Linked DNA regions of Gossypium hirsutum: regions 2 and 3 are each linked to region 1. The links are chromatin contacts, called in public Hi-C maps. All regions are on one chromosome and are shown on one strand. Each heading gives the region's core, a stretch centred on a gene start, on an enhancer-like site or on the middle of the called end of the contact. The rest is flanking DNA. Distances are from core to core; before and after follow the strand shown.

Region 1 (5,047 bases), core at 920-3,419:
GGCCTTGGGGCCATATTGGGCCTGGGTTGTTAGGTTTTTTAGTTGTTGGGCTTGGGGGTTATGGACTGTGAATTTTTGTTTACTTTGGGCTCCGGGCAAAATTTGAGCCCTACAGCTATGTTGTTATATACCTTATTCATACTGAAATATGAATGTCAATTACAAATAAAAAAAAACATGAATGTCTATAACTTGATATAAAACGAAGAAAAAAAATGAGGAAGGAGACTGGTTGAGCCTGAGTTTCGACTCTGAAATTTGAAAAATTATCAGTACTGATTTTCATATTGGAATGCTTGACTATGTTACTCAAACTTAGGTGTGAGTTTTGAATATGTGTATATATCCAAGACGGGTATGCATACAGTGGCAGATTTTGGCATGTGATGTTGTGATAGGACTATAAATCATTAGTCTTGTGCCTTTCACTCCATAGAAAGCACTTATTTAGCATGATAAACGATCTTCGCACCATCTTTAAAGTTGTTACTGGAAGGAAGCAAGTCAAAGACAAACCCAGAATAGAGTGCGGAAGCAAATCACGAAAGAGCACTAAGGTGAATGATGAATGCAATTCGAACTGGATCATCATTTTTTCTTGCTTGGTTTTTGTATTTATCATTCCACCTTTTGCCTTTCAGAGGTCACTCGATGGGTAGTCGAGAAACAATCTTAAGATAACTGATAATAGTTACGAGAAGGATGAAGAAAAGCAATACGATACCTTTTATGGGATCTGTCGGGGGGAGAAGGGGGAGGATACAATTCCGATGAGTTTTGGATTGGTTGTGACAGTTGTGAATGGTGGTGGCATGGAAAGTGTGTGAAGATAACACCGACGAAGGAAAAAATTACTAATGAAGTATTTTTGTTTAGTAGTGTCGATTCTTCTTGTTCAGAAATGGTGATATTCTTCAATGGCGATATATATATGTGTATATATAGATATAGATAGATAGATAGATAGTTGTGGTTACTGAGCTTTCGAAAACAATCGTCAATGATTGTGGACTAAACTAGAAAAGTTGCTACTGTGCCTACTCTTCCGAATTTTGAAATGAGTTGTTGTGTTTGGTTGAGATTTTAATTTTATTTCCTCCCACTTGATATTTACATGTAAAATGTTGTGAATAAATACAAAAATAGTGGTTTAGAAATAGAAGGCTCTACAACAAATTAAGAAAGTGTCCGTTCAACACCGCAAGACATGGGCACCTAAAGGAAAAAAGATGGTGGACATCAATAATTTTTAAGAATGTCTTTTTTTTACTATATTGGTTTGTCAGCAGAACATGCCGATGGCCTCTATAATTTTGTGATTTCTAAGACTTTAATCTTATGCAATATGACATGCATAAGAAAATGAACTTAACTATGGTACAAAATAATGGTATTACAAATCATATTAATCAAAACTCTCTTCTGTAGTCAATTTCTTGGCGACGGTACGAGGAAAACGAGTGAGGGTCTTTCTGGCGCTTCTTACTGTTGATTCTATTTTTTCATTATCTTCTTCACTCACATTTTGGCTTTGTTTTTAACTTGTTTGCACTCTTCGAACAAGTTTACAGAATTCCTGTCAAAGCAACAAAACTTGATTAAAAATCAATACAAGATATCAAGCAATAGTGGCAGTGGTACTTGGCTATATCAACTATAACGATGTAGTATGCTTATGGCTTGCATGCTGGTCTAATGAGCACTGCAACATATTAAATCGTCTTTCTAATGCCTGAGGTTTAAATCCCTCTATGTTCAAGTCAGTCGAGATGCTATAAGTTGTGTATCTAGTGGACAGCGTACCAGTAGCAGTTTAACAACTTCTTGGATAAATAAAATCTGTTACTTATCCAAAATAACATAAAAGAAAATAAAAAAGGAGCAACAATTCGACTTTTGAGCAATGCAACATTTAAGTTGTACATGCAGGGCAGTGAAGCAATTTGGAGGTGAAGAATTTAGATGAATTTGCTTGCCTAACTAGCCTCGAGCTTCTAATGGTACATATTGATTAAAACATTTGAGAAATAATTTAATCGGTCTGCTTACCTGACGATCAAAATCGACACTGCTAACTGAAAATACTTCATTAGGAATTTCAATAACCTTGCTTATCAACCCATCAAACAATCTATTTGCAGTGTTAACAAACTCCTGCGACTACTAAATTAAAAAAAAACAGCACAAATAGTAAGAGAATATACATGCAAGTGTAATCAGTTTAAGCCTTGTTAGAGTATTATAAAGAAAGTCAGTTGTCAGTTAGTTGTTAGTTGTTAGTTGTTAAGTCAGCAGTTAGTCTGGTAAGGCAGTTACAACTCATGACGTCTTGTGTAAATACATGTATCATCTTCACTTAAGAATAAGATAATTTGAAGTATTCATTCTGTTGTTAGTCTTGAGTATAATACAACATGGTATCAGAGGTCATCTCATCCTGGGTTGGTGGTTTTTGAGTTTTGTTGGTTGCATGGATTCTCTGTCAAGTCCATCTGATACTCAGTCCGCAACTCCCACGATGGCGTCTAACCTTACCAGCAGTGTTGTTGATAGCAGGTTCTTTTCTACCAAGAAGGTCAGTGTTCTTCTTGATGATTCCAATTATCTTTTATGGAAACAAGTATTTTTGGCAGTAAAAGCTTATAAGCTCCAGAGCTTTCTTGACTTGCACACCGTGCCACCTCCTTCCACGATTCCAGATGATAATGGTGTCCCTCAAGAAAATTTTGAGTTTGTTAGATTCGAACAGCAAGATAGTGCTCTTGCTTCTTGGCTCTTATCCTCAGTGAGTCAAGCGATTCTCGCTCATCTCATCGGATTGGACACGAGTGCTCAAATCTGGAATGCCATTGTCTCTTTATATGGCAGTAAATCTACTTCTCGGCTAATGTTCTATCGCCGTGCATTACACTCACAATGTAAGGGAGATCTTTCTATGCGTGAATTCTTGATGAAAGTTAAGCTCTACTGTGACAATTTGGCCAGCTATAGGGAGGTCATCAGTGAGCATGAGCATGTCACGACTATTTTAAATGGTTTGTTGTCTGAATATGAGTCTATTGTTTCCATTATTGTTGCTAGTCAGGTTCCATATAGTCTTCAGAGTGTTGTGACCATGTTGGTTGATGCTGAGTCTCGTCAGCAAGTTGTAATGGCTGAGATTCCTAGTTCTGCCAATCTGGTTTCTCAGCAACCTGCTGAATCTGTTCCTAGTGAGTTTGTACCATCTTATCGACCATCTGCATCTCGGGGTTGTGGACGTGGTCGGTTTTCTGGAACTCGATTTCAGTGTCAGCTATGTGGGAAAACAGGCCATCTTGTAGATTATTGCTACTACAGATTTGATGCGTCCTACAAAAGCAACAATTATAAACCTCCACCACAGGCAAATGCGTGTATGTATGCACCTGGTTCTTCTTTCTGGACTTCACCTGCTATGATGTCACCAACACCTGTGTTGTCTGCTCCTCCACCCAACTGGAGTTATCAAATAGCCCCCCTTCTAACTGGACAAACCCTTTTGTTGGTAACCCATCACCACAGACTCAGGTTTCATCTATCAATGCGTCTCAGCCTCATGCTTTGCTGGCTACTTCTGACACTGTTGGAGACAATGCCTGGTATCCGGGTTCTGGGGCAACTCGTCACCTCACTCACTCGGTTGCCACTCTTGGTGATAACACCTCGCGCAATGGGCCAGGTAAGGTGTATGTTGGCAATGGTGATACTCTACCTGTCTTACTCTCTGGTCAGTCTTCTCTGCTTACTAAGATGCGACCGCTTTACATGAAATCCTTATTATATACACCTGGCATAACTAAAAATTTACTCTCTGTGTCAAAATTCACAAGAGATAACCAGGTGATGTTTGAATTTCTTCCCACACAATGTCAAGTTCGTGATTTGAAGACTAATGAGATTCTTCTTAAAGGAGTTCTACATCATGAGCTGTAACTGCCTTACCAGACTAACTGCTGACTTAACAACTAACTGACAACTGACTTTCTTTATAATACTCTAACAAGCCTACACTAAGTCTTCAAATCAAAACTTGAATTACACTATATTCAAATTGGTCGTCATCATCATCATCATCTTCTTCAATGATTTGCGTCTTTGAACCAGCTAAAGCCTGCAATGTTTTCTAGTCACCTAGTTTTGTAGCCTGGATCAAAACTTCCATCAATTCAAGCTCTACTTCTCTTAGTAGTTTCCCTAACACAAAATATAGTATAAATCATTCACCACAACCCATAAAGGAACGTAAATCAATTGGCTTTCAATATACTTTTTTTACCAATATAATTGAATTACCTTCGCTTTCCCTCTCGAACATCAGGCCCTAGTCTCTGCAACCAAAACACAAACACCTTGTCTACAATAACATATTTTCAAATGAACTAATAAAAAGCTTCAGAATTATAAAACTTGTACTTCCTTAAATACCTTAACTAGCATTAAAGCACCGAAAACATCTTGTTCGAGAGAAGACGCTCTAAACATTCACAACGCAAAAGAAATTAAAATAAACAAAGATGTTAGCTTTCAGTATTATACCATTTGATTTGAAAAGTTTAAAAATGTTTTTTTAATAAATATATGTTTGTAGGTTGCACTGCACCTGAGGATGCGTTTGATTTGAGGGGTTGAGAATGAAGCGAGGTCCTTACCCCAACAGACAGCCGACGAGCCTCGCGCTTCTTCTGGTTGTAGTTATTCTTTACATCGGGTTCCGAGTTGTCACTGATTTCGTTTTCTCAGAGATCAGTTGGAGATAGGGCATTGGGTAATCTGCTTCTGCCTGCGCGGAGACGAGCGTTCGGACGGGAGGAAGTTTTTGACGGAGGAAGAAAGATGCAGGATGCAGGCCCAGAAAAAGAAAAGAAAAGAAAAAGGGAAGAGAAAGGAAAATAGAAAAGAAAAATGAGGCATAAGAGGATGCCATGTGGCGGTGTGTGATTGATTAGCACTGCCACATCAGCAAAAAAATTAATGTCGTTAGTCTTATGTATTAATATAGTGGACGGAAAAAAATTCATGTAGACAA
Region 2 (5,047 bases), core at 1,147-3,646, 180 kb before region 1:
AGATAACCCCAATGATTTTATGAATTAACTTATATATTTAAACAATACTTTAACTTCCGGTCTTTAAAGTGAAAGATATTATACCCTCAAAACATTTGAATTCGAATGTGTAATAACGATGGCACAGAGTCAGTTGATTTTCAATATATTATTACTATTTTCCTTTATTCCTTCTCTCCCTCCCCATGTCCCCACGTTCCAGTTCAAAAAACCAAAAAAATCACCTGTCACGGGATAGAAGTGCTTCAGATTGAATTGGTGTCATGTGTATTAATTTGATTAGGAAATTATTAAAATAAGTTATATTATTCGAAAATGTTTTAATCATTTTAATTTAAAAAATAATAAAAATATAGATATTGTGTGATTTGTATCAATGCCAATTAAATTAGAAAAAAAATTTTAAATTTATCACTCAATCAAGTCTTTTATTTTGATTTTCTTATGTATTTTAATTTTATTATCCACCTCCATTAATTGCATATATTATTTCTTATATGTTAATTTCTAAATATGTGGTAGTAAATGGGTGTGATAAAATTTCTAGTAGTATAAAAGATTCTTAAAATGGACTTGACGTAGGTGTGCTTATCCATGCTATGGACTAAAGTAACGCTAGTTGTTTAAGGATTGTGATTTGGATGTGTGGAAGTAGTACAAGCAAAATAAGGCTAATTTGGGCCAACCGAAACACAAATTGAACTGCAAGGATTTTAAGCCAATAAAAAACAGAGTGTACAATCGAGATGGCTTGGACTAAAGATCCAAATCCAATTAAAGCTCCTGAAGTGTAGCTTAAATTTCATAAAACAGACCACTACTCTCGACACCAATTATTAGTGCTGAAGATCACCAGTCCTCCTTGCACACCTGATGGAATCATCTATTATCATCTTCAAATCACATTTATATTCAAAGCCCTTTTCAATAAGCTTGGTAGACCCCCACTTGGTATCTCCTTTTGCTCCATCCAATTTCCTGAAATTCATTTTCCATTAATAAATATATATAGATCATAGCATGCAGGAGAAACTAGTTACGACTCAAGATGAATGGTTTGGGATACTTACTCTGCTTTAACATTAAATTCTGGGTAATGCAGTTGATAGCAACCAGCAAGTTGTGCTGCCGAAACAAAAGCGCTGGCAATTAAAAATCTACCGCTGATGGAAGGCTTCTCCATGCAGAAAATATGAGCTTCACAAACATCATTTATGTGTACAATCGGAAGTTTCCCCAGCAGTTCTTCCGCGTATTTCACACTTCGGTATGAATGCGCGTTATGTGTAACTTGTGAAATGAAAGCAGCCACACTTCCAGGTGTATAAGATAAAACAGTATCTCCTCCAACAATGCCACAAGCTACGGTTACCACCTTCATTCCACCATCTTTTTCACTGCTCCCATACCCCAAAACTTCATTCTCTGCCAATGTCTTTGATACTGTGTAATCCTACACGACCCCCAACAATAAACATACAGGATTCTTAGCTATCGTGATCTCATATATTGTTTTCAAGTAATAAAATGTACAACTTGCCTTAAAGAAGCCATTAGAGGAAGCAAGTGAAAGATTAAGGGGCGTCCAACAGGTTTCATCTATGGATTCCTTGTAACCACTCCCATCGTCTTTCAATGGCGATGCAGCACAAACAGAGGCTGTGTAGATTAATCGTTTCACACTACCTGATTTTATACAACACTCTGCAATACTTTTTATTGCAGAAACTGCAGCCTCACTCGTGTTTTTAAACTGTTCATAAATCGTCAAAACCGGCATGGTTCAAAGATTAAACTATAAAGAGGATGAAAAAGTAATGTCACAAGAGAGAAACCTGAGAAGCATCAGAGGGTTGCAAGGGAGTCGCAACATGGAAAACGCACATACAGCCATGAATAGCTTGCTCAAACTCATTTGGCCTGTTTATATCAGCTTCAAACAAAACTAATTCTGTGTCCGCGTGAGGAAAGCTCTTAAGGAGTTGAACCTTTGAAGCATCGCCTGTCATGAAAATATTGCATTAGAAACATAATCAAACACGATGACAGAAATGGAAGAGAGATACTAAGTGTACCCAACTTTCTGAGGGTGGCGTGGACAGTATATCCTTTCTCTAGTAGCTTCTTGACCAGAGAAGAGCCAATGAAACCAGCGGCTCCTGTAACGCATACCCTGCACTTACCCTTCTCCATTGCTGCTAAATTCTCTCTCTTATCCATGTATATATCATATCTAACAACAAGAGTGACCCCTCGCGTAAAATATAATTAATCATAGAAATACTTATTTAATTTTAATCTTAAATATTATAATTTATTAATTATGGAAATTAAATTTATGTCAAAGTATACTTTAATTATTTTATACAGGACTGAGGATCAACCTATTTCCTTCTTGCCATATAGAAAATAAAGCGGCATTTCTGCTAGGATAAAATGTGTATCTTCCTTTTAACTATTTTATAGAGAATATAATCAAAAGACGGGATTTACACGGCATTGCGAGGAGAAAAATGCCTGCTATTCTTTGTTTGATTGCAGCGCCTCGATTATGTCACTACATGTTTCAACCAAACAAATCTCTACCGTAGATTATTTCATTATTTTATATGGATGTTCATGAATGATTTTGTAATCTCTGCATTATTATTTCAAAAGTTGAATGTGGCAATGTAAAGTGGATTAATCAAAGCTTTTTCCTTCATACCTTCAACTTTGTTATTAGTGTAATTCATGCGTAATTTAGAGGTTTAGATTTTGTCATTTTCAACTTTTGAATGCTGCAGAGAAAGTGGACATGATAACCAGTTATGCCATCAACATTGCTTTTGTAGCGTGGAGATAGTAGAGCAACTAAATCTCAAAATTTTTGTATAAAAATATAAGAATCTTTGTAGAATTATATATTTATATAAAATGTGATCTATGACCTATAAATTATATTTTATATAAATAAAGACATTTAAAATTATATTAAAAAATATTTTGTGTCCTACATTTAAAATCAAAAGAGAAACAATTTAAGTGTGAGAGTCGTTTCATTTGAAAAATATTGTAACACCATGCAATATCCAAAATTTGGTACTTAATTTTATTATCTCAAAACCCAAAAATTAAATATTAAAATTTTAATTTTTAATCATGATTGCTCCACATATTTATAAAAATGATGATTTGAGATGATAGACGGAATGAAGAAGGTATTAAGAAAAATGGAAGGGCAAATGAAAGGAGAAACATGTGGGACAAACCTTTCTCTATGTTTGGAACACAATTTGAAGGATTACTCTTTTTTTGTTCTTTTTAAATTTTTGTTCTCTTTTGGGTCTGTTCGAAGCTCACCTGATTTTGATGAATTGAAGGCTTTTCTTTTTTTTTTCTTTTTTTTGGGGGTCTGTCAAGAGTCAAAATTATTATTATCATTACTGCTACTATTATTAAATATTATTATTATTTTTTTACAAATAAACAAGATTGAAAAATAATATATATACATGAAATAAAATGAAAGAAAAAAAAAAGCTTTTCAAATTTTTTTTTTAAGATGAAAGGAAAAAAACATCATGTTTTTTTTCCTTTTTTTTTTCTTTTTGCCATAGACATATCATAAGGGATCAAGTTTTGAGCTCCGATGGACATCATCAGACAGTTGGTCTTCCGCCCCTAAGAGCCCCAAAAATTCTATTTTTTTCCCTTCCCCTTTCTAAAATAAAGGTTTTTCTTTTAAATGGCTTGATCTTGGGAAATGTTTTGGTTTTTTTAAAAAAAAAGGAGAAAGTTTAGATTTTTAAAAATAAAAATCTGTTTTTTAATCCTTTTAAGGAAAATTTAAAATTTTAAAACAATATTTCAAAATAAAATATTTAATTTTTAAGAAAAGTAGTGATTTTTTAAAAAAGAAAAAGAGATTTTAGATTTTTAAAAATAAAAATCTATTTTTTAGTCATTTTAAAGGAAAATTTTAAAATAAAGTTTTGATCTTTTTCAACCACTTCGAAATAAAACTTTGATTTTTTAAGATCTTGTCTACCATTTACCCTAGAAAAATTATAAATAATATGTAGGATATTTTTTTAGGGTCTTAAACTAATTTTAAATATCATATAGGATTCCTCTTTAAAATCTTAAATTAATGTGTAAATATTTTTTAGAACTTTGTTCAAGATTAAAACTAAAGATTTTTGTAGGTGAATTGTAAATCATGAGTAGGTTATTATAAGTATTTTATTTTAGAAACTTTTTAAGAAAGCTAATTGTTAGAGATCGACCCGATTAAACAAGGAACAAGTAAAAATAGCAGAAGAAATTAAGAAATTGAACACACAAATTTAACGTGGAAAAACTCCTCCAAAGAGGATAAAAAACTACGTGTAAAGATAATTTTATTATAATGGCAAAAGAACGAAGAGTACAAAAGATGGAGATAAAAACTAAACCCTGAAAATCCGAAAACAAAGAACGTAAACACAAAATTCTCTAAATGTGTTATGAGTTCTAATCTCTCATGGGTGTATTTTCTAAGGTTGTAAAAGAGTCTATTTATAGGCTAAATTCATTTATTTATAGGTTAAATTCATATGTCAAATAATAATAAAATAATCTAAACTAATCAGTGTTTGATTGAAACAAATAAACAAAGTTTAACTAGAAGATTATTTCTTAAATTTGACTAAAATAGGAGTCATACTTAACACTAATAAATGTTATTTAAGATGTATTATTTTAGAATTTTGACGAATTTAAACCTTAGATCAAGAATTTTAAAGTAAGATAAATCATAAACCCGGTATAGGATACTTTCATAAGATCTTGATAGGTTCAACGTTATTAATTAAATCTTTTACAAAATAATAATAATAATAAAAGATCAAATAAGTTGTAGACGGGTTTTAATATTTCTCTTAATTCATTGGTAATTTCTAGGTTTTTTTAGAATTCTAAGATAGAACTAATTTTAGGAATTGAAGGTATTTTACTAGAATTATTTAGATATCCTTTAGGGTTCCGGTTAAAAGTAAAAATTTCTAATTTAAGTTTCAAATTAGAT
Region 3 (5,047 bases), core at 804-3,303, 140 kb after region 1:
ATTTATAAAACATGATTTAAAAATTAAATGTAACTTTAGCTAGACTGATAAAATTATGTATATAGTGAAGTTGATAATGTTTTGGGTTCAAATTTTATAATTTTCATCATTTATATATATATTTTAGATTTATCAAAATATAAAATATAAAAAATATAAATATCACTTGTGATTTTGTAAAAGAAATGACTATCTGACAATTCCACGTTGAATTGGGACTTAATTGGTGGGGCAGTATATTGTAAGTATATATAAATATAATATAGGTACACTAAAAATAATTTGACACAATATTAAAAATAAGAGATAAGGATGTGACATTAAGTCACCAACATTCTAAGGGCCAACCATCTCGACTGCTGGTGAAGCCCAATATTAGCCCAAACTACCAAAATTCTAAGGGCCGACCATTACCTTTTTGTTGGTTTAAAAGACCCAGAGAATGAGGCCATTTTAGCAAATATTTGGCAAGACCCTTAAGGAAACAATGAGGATCCACCAAACCAAGCCGAAAGATAGGGTAAACTACCTGGATGGTTATCCAACTTTTGGATAGGTTCTATTTCAGTCACCCAACTTAAAAGATTTTCAATTTCATCACTAATAATTTCAAATTTTAAAATTTTAATCCCCCACCGTTAAATAATTAACCAAAAGCTAACATTAGCCTTTTTTATTATTCTAATGATAAGCTTAATCCTCTAATATTTACATATTTTATCAATTTAATTCTAAATAAATTTTAAAACCTTGAAAAGTTTTATTTATTTATATATATTCTTTTGGTGGTGTTTACAAGCAAAAAGATTATTGGAAAGAAAGGGCCATCGCAGAACGAGCGGAGATGGTGAAACAGTCTAAGGAGTCCTGTGAAGAAAAAACTGAAGCCATTGATGAATGCTTAGCTTTTCATTAAGCAATGGAAAACAGCGTTAGGCTTAACTTTAGACTATTTGAGTTTTTAGATAATTTTACTCGAATTGTTATTTAATAATGTTTTCTATAATAAAAAAAATAATTTTTGAATGAAGGTTGCGGGTTAAGGGCAATCGATGTATTGAAATAAAGAACCATTCAACTATAGACTCAAAAGTAACTGTTAGATACATGGTTGTTTCAACAAAATCGGTTAGATATATTGGTTGGATCGAGAATCGGTTTAGATTCTGATTCGGAGAGAGACATCAGATTGATTTATTTGTAAATTGGTATGGATCGATTTAAGTTAAGTTAAAAAATTGCTTGAGCCATTTTTAAAATATTTTTGGGATTTTTAATGATTTATTTAATTGAACCGATGAATCAACGACTCGACCAATTTAATTATCGGTCTAGTTTGAAAACCTTAATTAGATAGAGTATAAAAAATTTAAAAAAAATTCAATTGATTCATATAATTACTTTTACGAATTCGAACTTTATAAACAATATGATTCACCAAATGAACTTACTAGTACTTACAACTTTGGTAGAGATCGAATATGTTCGGGTTAGCCCAAAACCTCTTTGACGACTTCCTAGATGCTTACTCTGTTTGCAATCAACATTATCCCCATCAAACTCTAAAACTTGACATGTTTCTCACTTTCCATATTAAACACCACCACCAACCAAAATAAAACTTCCATCCAATTTTGATTCTCCGTTTTCGTCATTTACGAAATTCGATAACTTTTTTCAAAGAAATTGAGGAATAAATTTGTTGAATTTTTAAATTTAAGATCAAATTTATACAATGTGTAAACATTGAAAAACTGAACTTGCTATTAGGTCAATAAAAAAAAGACTCATATCAGCTTTCTGTTAAGAATTTAATTATGGGTGACTAAAATTCTAAATTTTGAAAACGTTGGTAATGAAATTGAAAGTTTTTTGAAGTTAGGTGATCAACATAGAACCTATGCAAAAGTTTGGTTACCATCCAGGTAGTTTACCCAAAAAAATAAAAAATAACACGAACCAAAACATTACAAGACAAGACAAGATGCCATGTGGAACTGCCCGTGGGATCCAAAACGCCATGTGAGATAGCGAAACATGCGGATTGCAGATAGGCAATGCACCAATCAGAATCCCAACCCTGTCCACGTGTCGTCCACCCAAATCACGCATCCAACCCTAGCATCAAAACCAATTACAAAGAGAGCCATGCACCCAACGTAAGGATAGGATTTTGTTGTAGCATTCGAGCGGCCACAAATCCGACTCCGACCCACCCAAAGTAGCTTGATTTTATTTGATATATGGCCGCCTCCGCCGCATCATCCTCCATGGCGGCCACCGCCATTTTGGTTCCACGTGTCCACACTGCCGCTAGGATCACCCACTGCTCTGCCTTGCCGTCTCTCCCTCCTCGCGTTTCCAGCGCTTCTTTTTCCTCTTCCGTTAAGCTAAGTCCAGGTACAGCTCTTATACATGGCCTTTTTAACACTCACTTCCAACATCACCTGCGAAATGTAATCACTAGTTCCAAGATTTCTTTTCTTATTGGTTAACTTCAAATTTTGGAAAATAACTGTGGCGATCAGAAAATTTTTGAATGAATATTGTATTTTTTTGATGATAGTAAAAATGTAATTTTATCATTTTAATAATTTATATTTTTATAATTTTTAAAGGATTAAATCAAAATTTTATGGTTTTGTTGAGTGAAAATGCAATTTTATCATTATAAATTTAAAATTCAGAGTCCCTATGCATATGCAGGTTCTTAATTATGGGTTAGGATGATTTAATCTATGTCCATTTTTTGGCATCTAAAACAGAATCCCGGAGGTTTTCTCAGCTGCTGACAAAAGCCTCAGAAGAGACCGCTGTCGATGCTGGGGAGTTTTTCACTGACTTGAAGGAAAAGGTGAGGACATTGTCTTATACTATTATGTCTGGTAGATGATGGAGCTGTCTGCAACTGACATGGTTTCCTTCCCTTGTTTTTATTAGTGGGATAAAGTTGAGAACAAGTCCACAGTTATTCTTTATGGTGGTGGGGCAATCGTTGCTGTTTGGTTATCATCTATTTTTGTTGGTGCTCTCAACTCAGTCCCCTTGGTAATTCAACTCTCAACACTACACTTTCGGCTATCTGTATTCGTAATTAGATTGGCTAACAACACATCTTCCCTTTCGATTAAATCACTGATCCAAAACGAAATGATTTTCTGTGTTTTACCAGCTTCCAAAGATAATGGAGTTGGTTGGACTTGGATATACAGGATGGTTTGTCTACAGATACCTTCTTTTCAAGGTAGGATTTATTAAACTGTGTAGCCCCATCAATCTTAGTACTGGCTAATGTTATCCTCTTTCAGTGCTTATGTTATAGATGGTATTTAACTTAAAAACAATGGCTTCACTTACAAATTATTAATGTTTTTAAGACTAGTTAGGGTAAATAAATCATATGTACGCATTCCGCGCTAATCATAAGAACCATGTGTTAACAACTAAGCTTATTTCCTCAGTCAAGCAGGAAGGAACTAGCTACGGATATTGAGTCACTGAAGAAGAAGATTGCTGAAACTGAATAGATGCACACAAAGATTGGCATGCCCATGCCTTCATTTTGTTTTTGGTCCCTTTGTACCCTGTAAAACAGACATGTGTATCATATCATGTAATCGTAGGATTGCCTTGTATATGTAATCCATGCCAAACTTTTTGTTTGCCCTGTTCTTAGAGTGATACTAGTCCATTTTTATGTGTATGGTCATGGGGGTACAATTTCCATCCCTCTCTCTATAAATGCATTTTTAATGTGTAGGAAGTATAGCTTGTTTCTTCCATTGAAATTGTAGAAACCATTTTTTTGAAAAACAAAAAATTTAGGTTGTCGACTTTAAAAAAATGAAAATTGGGAGTCGCCACCAATCTTTTATTAAGGTGTGATTGAATTACCTAAAAAAACGGCTTTGGTCTACGAGTTTTAGAAAAACGGATCCGGGAGTCAGTTACGTTCGAGGAAGGATTAGCACCCTCGTAACGCCCAAAAATTGGTACCTAGTTAATTAATTAATGTCTTAATGTCGAAAATTTGAAAAATATAATCCTTAGCAAAAACTCTTAAACGTTACGTATTAAGACCCTTATCATTTCAGAGAAAGAAAATGCCACACCCAATGCGTTAGGGCACGACATTCTAATTTCCTCAAAAATGAATTAGCTCAGAATACTTGCGTAATAAAAATTTAAAAGAATATCCATTTATTCAAGATTTAAGAAATTGCGGCCCAATACGTTAGGGCACAATTCCTCCAAAATCCCAAACTCGAAATATTTCCTTTATTATTTTTTAGAAAAAATCTTCATTTCGAGAAATCAATGCGTCACATCCAATATGTTAGGACACAACGTGTTGAATTCCCAATAATGAGTTCTTATTTTTTTGATTAAAGAGAAATGCTCGATTGTTAGATTTAATGAAGAAAATCGGAACCCAATACGTTAGGGCTCAATTTCCTTGAAAATCCTAAATACAAGCATTATCTCAATTTTAAAAATTTTGAAATCGAGTGAAAAATGATGTGATGCTACATTAAATATACAATGCAATAATAAATATTACGATGGCATAGAAATAATATGAATAAATGAATAAACAAAATCGATAACAATAATCCATGACATGCAAAATATTAAATGTAAACTCAATTATATAACGAAAGGAAGAAAGCCAACCAAATAAATGAAGAAAAGAATATATATAATATGAACATAGAAATTATGAAGATTAAAATATACATATGATTTACAAATAAATTTTTGGGTTATGGAACGTGTATATATATATGCAATACATAATATTTATGAATATAAAGAAAAATAGATAAACATATATAGATTATAAAATAGGTATTTAAAAATATATATATTTGAGCCCCTTTTTTTTAAAAGAATAAATATCCATATGGATATAAACAAAACATTTATTAAAAATATATTTACATATGTACATATAAAAAATAATGATAATAATAATTACATTATAGAAAATATACATATATATAGGAAGATAAATGGATACATAAAAAGTATATATATATAAATATTA

Evidence for each region. Hi-C and Micro-C count contacts between places; a contact is called where the count stands out from the background.
Region 2: a Hi-C map of leaf shows a contact between it and region 1, with 2.4 times the contacts expected there. The contact joins the promoter of LOC107954501 here to the promoter of LOC121219101 in region 1. A contact is called at or near these places in 5 of 34 Hi-C or Micro-C datasets (anther, callus, fibers and 1 more).
Region 3: a Hi-C map of leaf shows a contact between it and region 1, with 1.6 times the contacts expected there. The contact joins the promoter of LOC107954513 here to the promoter of LOC121219101 in region 1. A contact is called at or near these places in 2 of 34 Hi-C or Micro-C datasets (both in leaf).

The regions. Positions count from the first base shown.
Region 1 is chrD07:23,496,804-23,501,850 of Gossypium_hirsutum_v2.1, forward strand. It overlaps LOC121219101, which reads left to right and starts at 2,170. Exons shown (of 2, transcript XM_041096745.1): 1 at 2,170-3,700; 2 at 4,610-4,744. The coding sequence starts at 2,471. The coding sequence ends at 4,642. LOC107956119 (a long non-coding RNA gene) reads right to left here and starts at 4,735. Exons shown (of 6, transcript XR_005915805.1): 1 at 4,671-4,735; 2 at 4,447-4,495; 3 at 4,315-4,349; 4 at 4,061-4,215; 5 at 2,050-2,163; 6 at 1,222-1,576.
Region 2 is chrD07:23,313,423-23,318,469 of Gossypium_hirsutum_v2.1, forward strand. LOC107954501 (putative anthocyanidin reductase) reads right to left here and starts at 2,397. Exons shown (of 5, transcript XM_016890087.2): 1 at 2,076-2,397; 2 at 1,836-2,002; 3 at 1,541-1,753; 4 at 1,071-1,453; 5 at 676-978. The coding sequence starts at 2,220. The coding sequence ends at 837.
Region 3 is chrD07:23,638,785-23,643,831 of Gossypium_hirsutum_v2.1, forward strand. It overlaps LOC107954513 (protein CURVATURE THYLAKOID 1A, chloroplastic), which reads left to right and starts at 2,054. Exons shown (of 5, transcript XM_016890098.2): 1 at 2,054-2,400; 2 at 2,766-2,854; 3 at 2,941-3,048; 4 at 3,173-3,244; 5 at 3,462-3,662. The coding sequence starts at 2,244. The coding sequence ends at 3,527.